Linked DNA regions of Mus musculus: regions 1 and 3 are each linked to region 2. The links are chromatin contacts, called in public HiChIP or PLAC-seq and Micro-C maps. All regions are on one chromosome and are shown on one strand. Each heading gives the region's core, a stretch centred on a gene start, on an enhancer-like site or on the middle of the called end of the contact. The rest is flanking DNA. Distances are from core to core; before and after follow the strand shown.

Region 1 (2,700 bases), core at 104-2,603, 42 kb before region 2:
TATATATGTATAGTGGTTATCTCTGATACCTTGTGGACCTAAATGCTACAACCCCCCTCCCCTGTACCTACTTGAAGATCTGTCTGCTTCTACTTTTTAGATGTGTATGAGGACTCAAACTGGGGTTCTCATGATTTAGTGATAGGCAGTTTACTCACTGAGCTGTCTGTCTCCCCAGCCGTCCAGATGTTTTTCAAACAGAAAAAGCAAAGGACTGTGGAAATAAAGGGGGTGGGAGAGATGACCTGTGTCCTGCCAGAGCTCCGGGGCTCTGGGTGGGCAGACACAGGGGACTGCCGCACGCTCTCCACGTCTCATCTGGCTGTGGGAAGTCACGGAACCCCAGTCTGAGAGGGGGCGGGGGTGGAGAGGGTCCCTGGGCCTCATGGAAGCCAGGGACAACAGATTCTAGCTCTTGGGCATTTCAGGACATTGCTGGATACTGCGGAAGAGCTGAGAACTGGTGGGGCCCCCCAGGAGTGGCTCAGTCTGTCCCAGGGTCGAAGGGAAAAGGGGTAAGGGGAGAAGGCACTGGATGGTTCCAATGTGGGTGAGAGTCTGGCTATCTCAGGCTGCTAGCTCAGTGGGCAGCTAGGGCAAGGCCTATTCCATTGTTCTAGCATGGCTGGCCTTGATGAGCAGAGATGGTCCGTGGTTTATTGTACAGGTTTATTGTAGAAAAGCAGAGAGAGAGAAAAGGTAGGGAAGTAGAGTCTGGCTATGACCACATGGAGATAGGAGAGAAGAGAGGGAAAGAAGGAGGGCAAGAGGTAAGAGAGAGAAGAGACAAGAAGAAGCAAGAGAGGGAGGAAGGGTCCCTTTTATAGTGGGGGGGGGGGGGCTACCTTGCTGTTGCAGGGTAACTGTGGGGAGGAGCATACCTGGCTATTGTCAGGTAAATGTGAGGGTGGATTCTGGACTGATAGTCACAGAATGGTGGAGTTGAGGACTCCTGGTGTCAGGTGAGTTTAGGGGCGTAGCTCACTGTTCTGTCCCTTGTAGGGTTTTCTACTGGGTTTCCAGAGTAAGCCTCTCCCGACCAAAACATAGACCAGACTGCCTTCTTCAGTCCCACAGATAACTATAGATAGAACATGCCATTTGGGGACACCCAAGTCTTCGTTCTCAGGCTATGGTCACTCCTATTTGGCTCCAAAATAAAACCATCTTTTTTATTTCTTTGGGGTGAGAGTTGTTTCTCACCTTGACACCAAGTTTCACTTCGTTCCTAGAACTTTGCTTTTATTGGATGTGAAACGGGGAACCTAAGGCTAATCTGTGCTTTAAAGGTGTGGTGTAGCCAGATACATGCTGGGAAGCAGGCTTTCCCCAGAGACCTTGCTTTGAACCTGTATTTGCATATCAGTGCATTTGAATTCAACTTTTCCTTCTCCCGTCTAATGGGCTTGAAGGAGGCCAAGTCACACATGGTGCTTTGTCTCATAAATAAGGAAGTAACTGCAGGGAATCAGATCCTCCGACCCCCTGAGAAGCAGGTGCTTTGTCCTTGGGACACCAGGGAAGAAAATTGGCAGCGGTGCCCTACGTGGCAGTAGGAGGGTGAATTGTGGTAAGAACAGAGCCTTCTCTGATTACACTGCAGCTTGTTCTGGGTTGCAGCTACTTCAGGGCTCTGATGCCCCACTCTGAGAGAAGACCACACCCCAGAGAAAAAAACAAAGCAAAACAAAAAGCTTGGGACCTGTGTTCCTGCACAAAAGGACGGGCCCTGTGGGGTGACTTACCTCCTTTCCAAGCCGCAACTTGGAATTGTTTGTTAGGCCTAATATGACATTGCCACTAACTGCATGACCTGTGCAACAGACCCGTAGTGCCTCTGAGTTCTAGAAGCTGAAAGTACCAGAGAGTGTGGACTGTGAGGGAGGGATGTGTCCCTGCTGCTGAGGCTGACATCTCTCTGTGTCTCTTAAGAGCCTCTACCTTCTGAACATGCCAGTCCATGTGTCTGCATGTCCCCTTCTTTTATTGTGGGGAGAAGGCAGCCGTGATAAGAGCCACCCAATGGACTTCATTTTAGTTTTACAATTGCCCCCTTAAAGACCTTGTCTCTAAACTAGGTTACATTCTGATGTCTTGTGACTAAGGACTTCAACTTGTGGGTTCTGGGGTAGGGAACACAATCCTGTATTGTGGTGGTGAAAGACCCCCGACGTGGGTAGTCAATCAATCTGAGGAGACCCTCTCAAGGACCAGCGAGACCACGATTCGGATGCAAACAGCAAGAGGCTTTATTGGGAGCACGGGTACCCGGGCGACGCAGTCTATCGGAGGACTGGCGCGCCGAGTGTGGAGTTTTTACCCTTTTTATAGGGCTGGGGCTGGGGAGCAAAAAGCGCGGTTACAGAAGCGAGAAGCGAGCTGGTTGGTTAGTTCGAATAAGGCTTGGGGTATTTCTCGGTCATTTGGGGAAACTGAGGTGGGACTTTTTAGTTCTAAACAATGTCTATTTTCAAGAAATGGGTATGGGAGGGGTACGAGGAAAGGGTCTAATGAAGGTTCAACAATGGGCACACACCTGGTCAGAACATTGGCAGACACACAGGTTCAAGGAGTGGCCAGAGCACTGTGCACCTCTATTTTTCTAAATCAGTGAAGCTAGTTCTGCTAACACTGACGTCTGAGAGCCATCTGTTCTTGGCCCTGAGCCGGGGCCCAGGTGCTTGACCACCGATATTTGGC
Region 2 (2,700 bases), core at 61-2,560:
GAGAGAACTCAAGTCTCAAGCTAACACCATCCTCAGTAGCCTGTCTGCCTCTGAGCAGGAAAGCTGTGGAGCCCAGGAGACTGTAAAGGGGAGAACTGGCCATCTTAGACTTCTCTAGTACTCCAACACTGCTTGCTTCAGTTTTCCGTGGTTTCTCAGTGGTCTTTCTGAATGAACTCTTTCTACACCTTCGCCGTGTAGAGGTCAATTTCAATTTCACCTTCCCCTGCCCATCCTCAGTGTATGCTATATTTTGTGGTGAGAAAATTACTAAATTAAAGTTCATTTGTCAGGGCTGGGGAGATTGGTGAGTGGTATAAAGCATCGGTTGTTTTGGCAGAGGCACTCCCTCTTTGCAGAGTTTAATTCCCTGCACCCAGCCCGTATGGCAGCTCACAACCCTTTGTAACTCCAGTGACAGGGAAGCCAACACCTTCTTTTGACCAACTCCACGGTAAAGTGCTACACATACATTCATGCAGGCAAAACATTCATACACGTAAACTATTTTTAAAAGGCCATGTGTCCACATACCTATTCTTCCAACATCTGTGCAGCCATTCTTTCATCTCTCCGTCCATCTACCTAACAACCCGCACACAATTAATACGCATCCTTTGATGGTAAAAATGTCCCAGAGGCGCTATTCTTCCTTGGTCTATTCTCTACCCACTTTTGGTTGAATCCAGGAATGTAATTGATCAAAAGGACCAGCGTTGTGTTTGTCCCTGATAGCACAGGGATACACTACAGCCAATTTTTCTCCCCCTTAGATGATTTTTGTTTGTTTGTTTGTTTTTTAGTTGTTTTAAATAAAATGCACTGAGTACCGGTATCGTGTCTAAAGAGCCAGGAAAGTGTGGAGGTTAGAGATTTTAGGAGCTAGCGGCCTTCCAAGCAGCGATTTAGGATTAGGTGATAGAGAAGGGTGTTCTGGGACTGAGCAGGGATTTCAGCAGGAAATAAATGCTCTGTCCCGTGGGTGTCCCCAGGGCATTGTAGCCTCTCAGAAGGTCCAATCAGTGCGCTCAGACTCAGAGCCCTAGGCTCCTGCTCTTTAAATTACCGAGCCTTGTGGAGACCCCGGCACCTGGCCTTAAGCTCAGCCCTGAGTAAGTACGTTTCTGAAGGAGTCGGTGTTCCTTTAGTTCCATCCCCAAACCTCTGCCAGAGACCCTAGAGGACGCAACAGGTTCCCAGAGTCCTGGAGTCCCGTGGTCCTGACTCAGGCACCCTTAGCCAACCCGGGGCGGAGCAGTGGGACGGGCTCTCACCCAATCACTCTTGTGGTGCCCTGGGGCTGGACCTTAAATAATTCATGAATTAAGTGGAAGGAGCCCAGCTTAGAGGCGAGGGGCTGGAGGGTTCCGAGACCCGGAGGAGAGCTGGACCGGAGAGGTGAGTTGCTCCGAGTGCCGACCCAGCGCGGGGCGCTGAGCTCCCCCTCTTCTAGAACACCCAGGGCAGGGATGAGGAGTGGAGAAGCTCGAGCAACGTCTTCCTCTGCCTCCACAGCAGGTGGCGGGAACCTAGTTTGTCTTCCCGAAGCTGGAGGGGCTGCAGGGTGGTGTGGGTCTCGGCCAGTGGGCGAGCCCAGGGTCTGGAGGACTGGTTATAGAGCGTGCAAACTTTTTCCCGCGGCGGTGGCCGGCTCCTCTCCGCGGCACATTGCTCCGCTCCGGTACTCCTTCCATCCTGTGGAGGGGTGGAGGTCGCTGGGTTCCGGAGACAAGAGCAGGAGGCGGTGAGACTTTCAGGCCACCGGCCCGCTTTCGGGAAGGGCGGCGAGAGGAGGTTCGGTCTGGGTCTTGAGAACTCTTTTGCGGTAAGGAAAACTCCAGGAAAGGCCAAGGTGGGGGGTAGGCTGGGGGAGGGGGACAGGACGTGGGACTCCCGGCCACCAGCCACCATCTGCTACCTATGTGCAGCTCACAGTGCTACTGGCCGCAGCGGGAGGGCGATGCCGGTGCAAGGGCAAACCGCCTCCCTGCGGCCGTTGCCAAGCGCACGCACCCGGGCTGGAAGTCCTGGCTCCAGTCAGCCCTTAGGGTCACACAGCACCGAGAATTTCAGCTTTCCTAGAGATGGAGAGCAGGAGCGCTCAGGGCATACCTTGACAGAATGCGGGGACCAGGGACAACAAAGAGGAATGTGGACTGAGCAGAGCTTCGTGGCTGCTGGAGGATCGGGGCTCGAGCTAAGTTCCCGAGAATGGGTCGGAGAGGTTCCAATCCTCAACCCGGCGTTCAAACAGGACTGGGTGGGGAAATGCCTTGGTGGCGCTCCGGACTACAGGACTCAGGGGCGATCCCCTCCCCCAGGCGACGGCGGATTCCTGGAGGCTCCCAGCTTCGCGCGCCGCCTCGCAGTCGGTTCTTTTGTGTTCCGCAGCCCGGGAAAGGCCCCTGAGAAGGGGGGAAGGTGGGCAGGAGGGCGCCGGGTCTGGCGGCAGCTTGTAGGGAAAGGCAGCGGAGCAAAGGTACCGGCGCTTCCTGCAGCTACTGCTTCCTCCGGGAGCTCGCTCTGTTGCTCTCTTGTTCAGTTGTGGACTTTTCTCATGCCCAGGCGGAGAATGGTTTGCTCGGCTTCTTGTGGGCGGTTGCTGGCCTTTGTTAAGCAAGCGAACGGTTAAAGTCCTTTGTGGACCCCTCCACCCTAACTCACTAGAGACCCAAACAACTTGAACAATGAATTTGCTTT
Region 3 (2,703 bases), core at 30-2,529, 52 kb after region 2:
TGTTGTTGTTCTCACCGTTGGGTGTTTTATATTCATGTGTCTGCATTTTGTGCATGCCTGATGCCTGCAAAGGCCATATCCTCAGGAACTGGAATCACAGAGTGACCATGTGGGTGTTGGGATTTGAACCTGGGTCCTCTGGAAAGGCATCCTTGCTAACTGCCAAGCAGTCTTCCCAGCCCTTGGAGTTGTCATTTTTTTAACCCAAACATAAACATTTACACTGGAAATTTGCTTGGAAAGTTGTTGAGATCATTTGCAGAACTCTGTTTAGCACAGACTTTGTTGTTGTTGTTGTTGTTGTTGTTGTTAAAGTTATTGATAGCATGATTTTGATCGTCTCTAGCCGGGCTTTCTAGAACTGCGTTCTTGACAGTTGAAAGGTTTGGAAAGGATATTTTCTGAAAGGTTGTACGGCAGTTCGTTGATCTGAGTGACTTTCTTGTGAGTAAAGTCATATAGAATAAAGGACAAGGGCAGTTTCTGACATCTACGCTGAGCACACAGCAAGTGTCAGCAGATCAAGTTTAGAACAAACCTTCAAGCGTTCAGGAATGAGGACAGGCCACATAAGGCAAAGTTGACGGGGAGGAGGTTACGACCTCCTTTTAGGGGCATTGAACTTAGGTATAACTAAGAGTAAACCTCGGCAGGCATTGCGACACACGACATCACAGATTCCTGTGGCGGAGCTCCTTTCATGGGGATGGACAGGAAAAGGTCAATAGGAAGTGGTGAACTTCCTGGTCCACTTTGACTTATTCCATGACCAAATGGGTCTGTTGCTTGGTAGAAGGAATGACTGAGATCATTTGTAGCATGCAGGGAGAGAAAGTCTGATTCCCCAGGGTGGATACCAGCTCTACTTAGGGGTGATTCTAACTTGTCACAACCCAAATATTTGAACCTGGCTTAGTTAAATAAAGACCCTGGTATATTACCAGGTTTCAGTTCTTGTTTGTGTGTGTGTGTGTGTGTGTGTGCATGTGTGCCTTGCACATAACTCTAAAATCATCGAGTCACTAACCTAGCTTAGGATTAGGGTGTCTTGCTCACCAGTAATGAATATAACTGAGGTACACTGTCTGCTTCATAAGTGTAGGACAGAGAGTAGTGGGTCATATGGCAGTTCAAAGGGTACAGGACGTTTTGTCTTCATTTTCTGAGGTTGCACTAAGATGGGACTCAAGCTTTAGAATAAACAAGTTCCCAGGGAATTTGTGGACATCCCCCAAGCCCTTCTCCTTTGCAATATGAGCAGTGTTTATACATCCTAGGGTGGATTCCAGCTGGTTTATAATATCAGCTCCAAGCTGCCCTGGCTCCAAGCTGGCTGAAGCTCAGATAGAAAGAAAGGTCTTCACGGAGTTAGTGGGGCTGGGGGCTGGGGGGTGAAGTGGGGGGATGGGGAGTGGGGAGGTGGTGGGAGGCGGAGTGGGGATGAGGAACCAGGTCCAAGTCACATGTTCTGGCTCTCCTAATTCCACCATAGCTCACTAGGCTGAGTTAAGTACTGTTCAATGTCATGTGCCACATAGGCATGTTAGTGTCACTGGCAGCCCGAGAGGAACTGTGTATTATTGTCACAGGAAGACAAGTTTTAAGAACGAGAAACCACATACGAACTAAGCACTCCTCCAGATGCAACAGTACTTTTTATTTGTTTAGAATTTTTTTTTTTTTTACTATGTGTCTGTGTCTGTGGCTATGTGTGATTATTTGTTTATATGTGTGTATCTGTGATTATGTGTCCATGTGTGTATGTGTCTGGGGGGGAGGGGGGGATATGAGCACTGGAATGTGGATGCCCTTGAAAGCCAGAGGCATTGGCTGCCCCAAAGCTGGCAATACAGTTGGTTGTAAGCAGCCCCTCAGGTGCTATGAACTAAACTTGGGTTCTCTGGAAGAACAGTTGTGAAAACTTTCTTCCTGTTGAGCCATCTCTCCAGCCCCATGGAGCAGTACTCTTAAACAGAGTGAATATATGTCCTGGGACTTGGATTTTGTTGTTGTTGTTGTTCATTTGTTTGTTTGTTTGGGTTTTTTTGTTGTTGTTTTGTTTTTGGTGACATGGGATTTTTTCAATGCAAAAAGGCAGGATGCCTGTTATCCCACTGGTACGGAGATTGCTTGGTAACTTGATAGGCTGTTCCATGTTGTTTCCCCAGGATTTATTTGGTACTTGCTAACCTGTTCTTAAAGCATATGCACATTGTACACTGGATACAAAAATAACAGTTTTGGTCTTTTCTGTCTGTGGGTAAAACGGGTTGTGCTATTTATTAATTCCTTGCTGCCCTCTAGTGGTCAGATTGAAAAGTAGTTTGGGTTTTAGCTCCCCTGCCTTGAGGGGTTTGTTTTAATTTTGAGACAAGGTCTCTTTGTGCAGCTCAGGTTAGTCCGGAGCTCTGAGGTCTTCTCACTTTGCTCTTCCAAGTGTCGGGATAATGGGTGTGTGCTACCATGCCTGGCTGAGCCTTTACTCCTGCAGCCGATAAAATTCTAAGGTTCAGAGGCCCTCAACAAATGAACCAATTTGTATAACTCAAACCAAGAGATTGATAGTGGCTAATGAGCACAAGCGCTTTTAGTACCCTTAAATTCAGTCTTTTGAGATAAGTGAGGAAGAAGGTTTTAATTTCCACATAGGCTAGTCTTTCCTGCAAGGTGACTATGTGAAGGCGTTTGGAATCCCTTATGATG

What was found. Hi-C and Micro-C count contacts between places; a contact is called where the count stands out from the background. HiChIP or PLAC-seq counts read pairs in DNA pulled down with a chosen protein or histone mark.
Region 1: an H3K4me3 HiChIP or PLAC-seq map of embryonic stem cells shows a contact between it and region 2, with 22 read pairs. The contact joins the enhancer-like site here to the promoter of Prom1 in region 2. A contact is called at or near these places in 5 of 39 promoter capture datasets (the 3T3-L1 cell line, 3T3-L1-derived adipocytes, hippocampal neurons and 2 more), 11 of 484 Hi-C or Micro-C datasets (the C10 cell line, brain, cerebellar granule neurons and 5 more), 3 of 115 datasets of contacts at active chromatin or transcription factors (embryonic stem cells and pancreatic cancer cells) and 3 of 9 other capture datasets (adipose tissue, liver and pancreatic islet).
Region 3: a contact with region 2 is called in a Micro-C map of palatal mesenchyme, with 2.5 times the contacts expected there. The contact joins the enhancer-like site here to the promoter of Prom1 in region 2. A contact is called at or near these places in 10 of 39 promoter capture datasets (embryonic stem cells, liver, macrophages and 3 more), 1 of 15 datasets of contacts at CTCF or cohesin (embryonic stem cells), 55 of 484 Hi-C or Micro-C datasets (ECoMG myeloid progenitors, the HL-1 cell line, the MC3T3-E1 cell line and 24 more), 10 of 115 datasets of contacts at active chromatin or transcription factors (double positive thymocytes, embryonic stem cells, liver and 2 more) and 3 of 9 other capture datasets (adipose tissue, liver and pancreatic islet).

What each region holds. Positions count from the first base shown.
Region 1 is chr5:44,142,799-44,145,498 of GRCm38.p6, reverse strand. Gm42427 (MLV-related proviral Env polyprotein-like) reads right to left here. Exons shown (of 1, transcript XM_030254993.1): 1 at 2,158-2,700. Among named protein-coding and RNA genes, the nearest start is that of Gm42427, 3.5 kb to the right of the region's middle. Within about 2 kb of position 1,353, at least 16 of the 459 cell types and tissues checked have an H3K27ac peak or open chromatin away from gene starts, as enhancers often do. A contact at or near this core is called in colon epithelium, embryonic stem cells and uterus, where this site is marked.
Region 2 is chr5:44,100,346-44,103,045 of GRCm38.p6, reverse strand. Prom1 (prominin 1) reads left to right here and starts at 1,310. Exons shown (of 28, transcript NM_001163577.1): 1 at 1,310-1,398.
Region 3 is chr5:44,048,372-44,051,074 of GRCm38.p6, reverse strand. The region is part of intron 5 of Prom1 (prominin 1); the gene reads left to right. Among named protein-coding and RNA genes, the nearest start is that of Prom1, 52 kb to the left of the region's middle. Within about 2 kb of position 1,279, at least 14 of the 459 cell types and tissues checked have an H3K27ac peak or open chromatin away from gene starts, as enhancers often do. A contact at or near this core is called in palatal mesenchyme and rod photoreceptor, where this site is marked.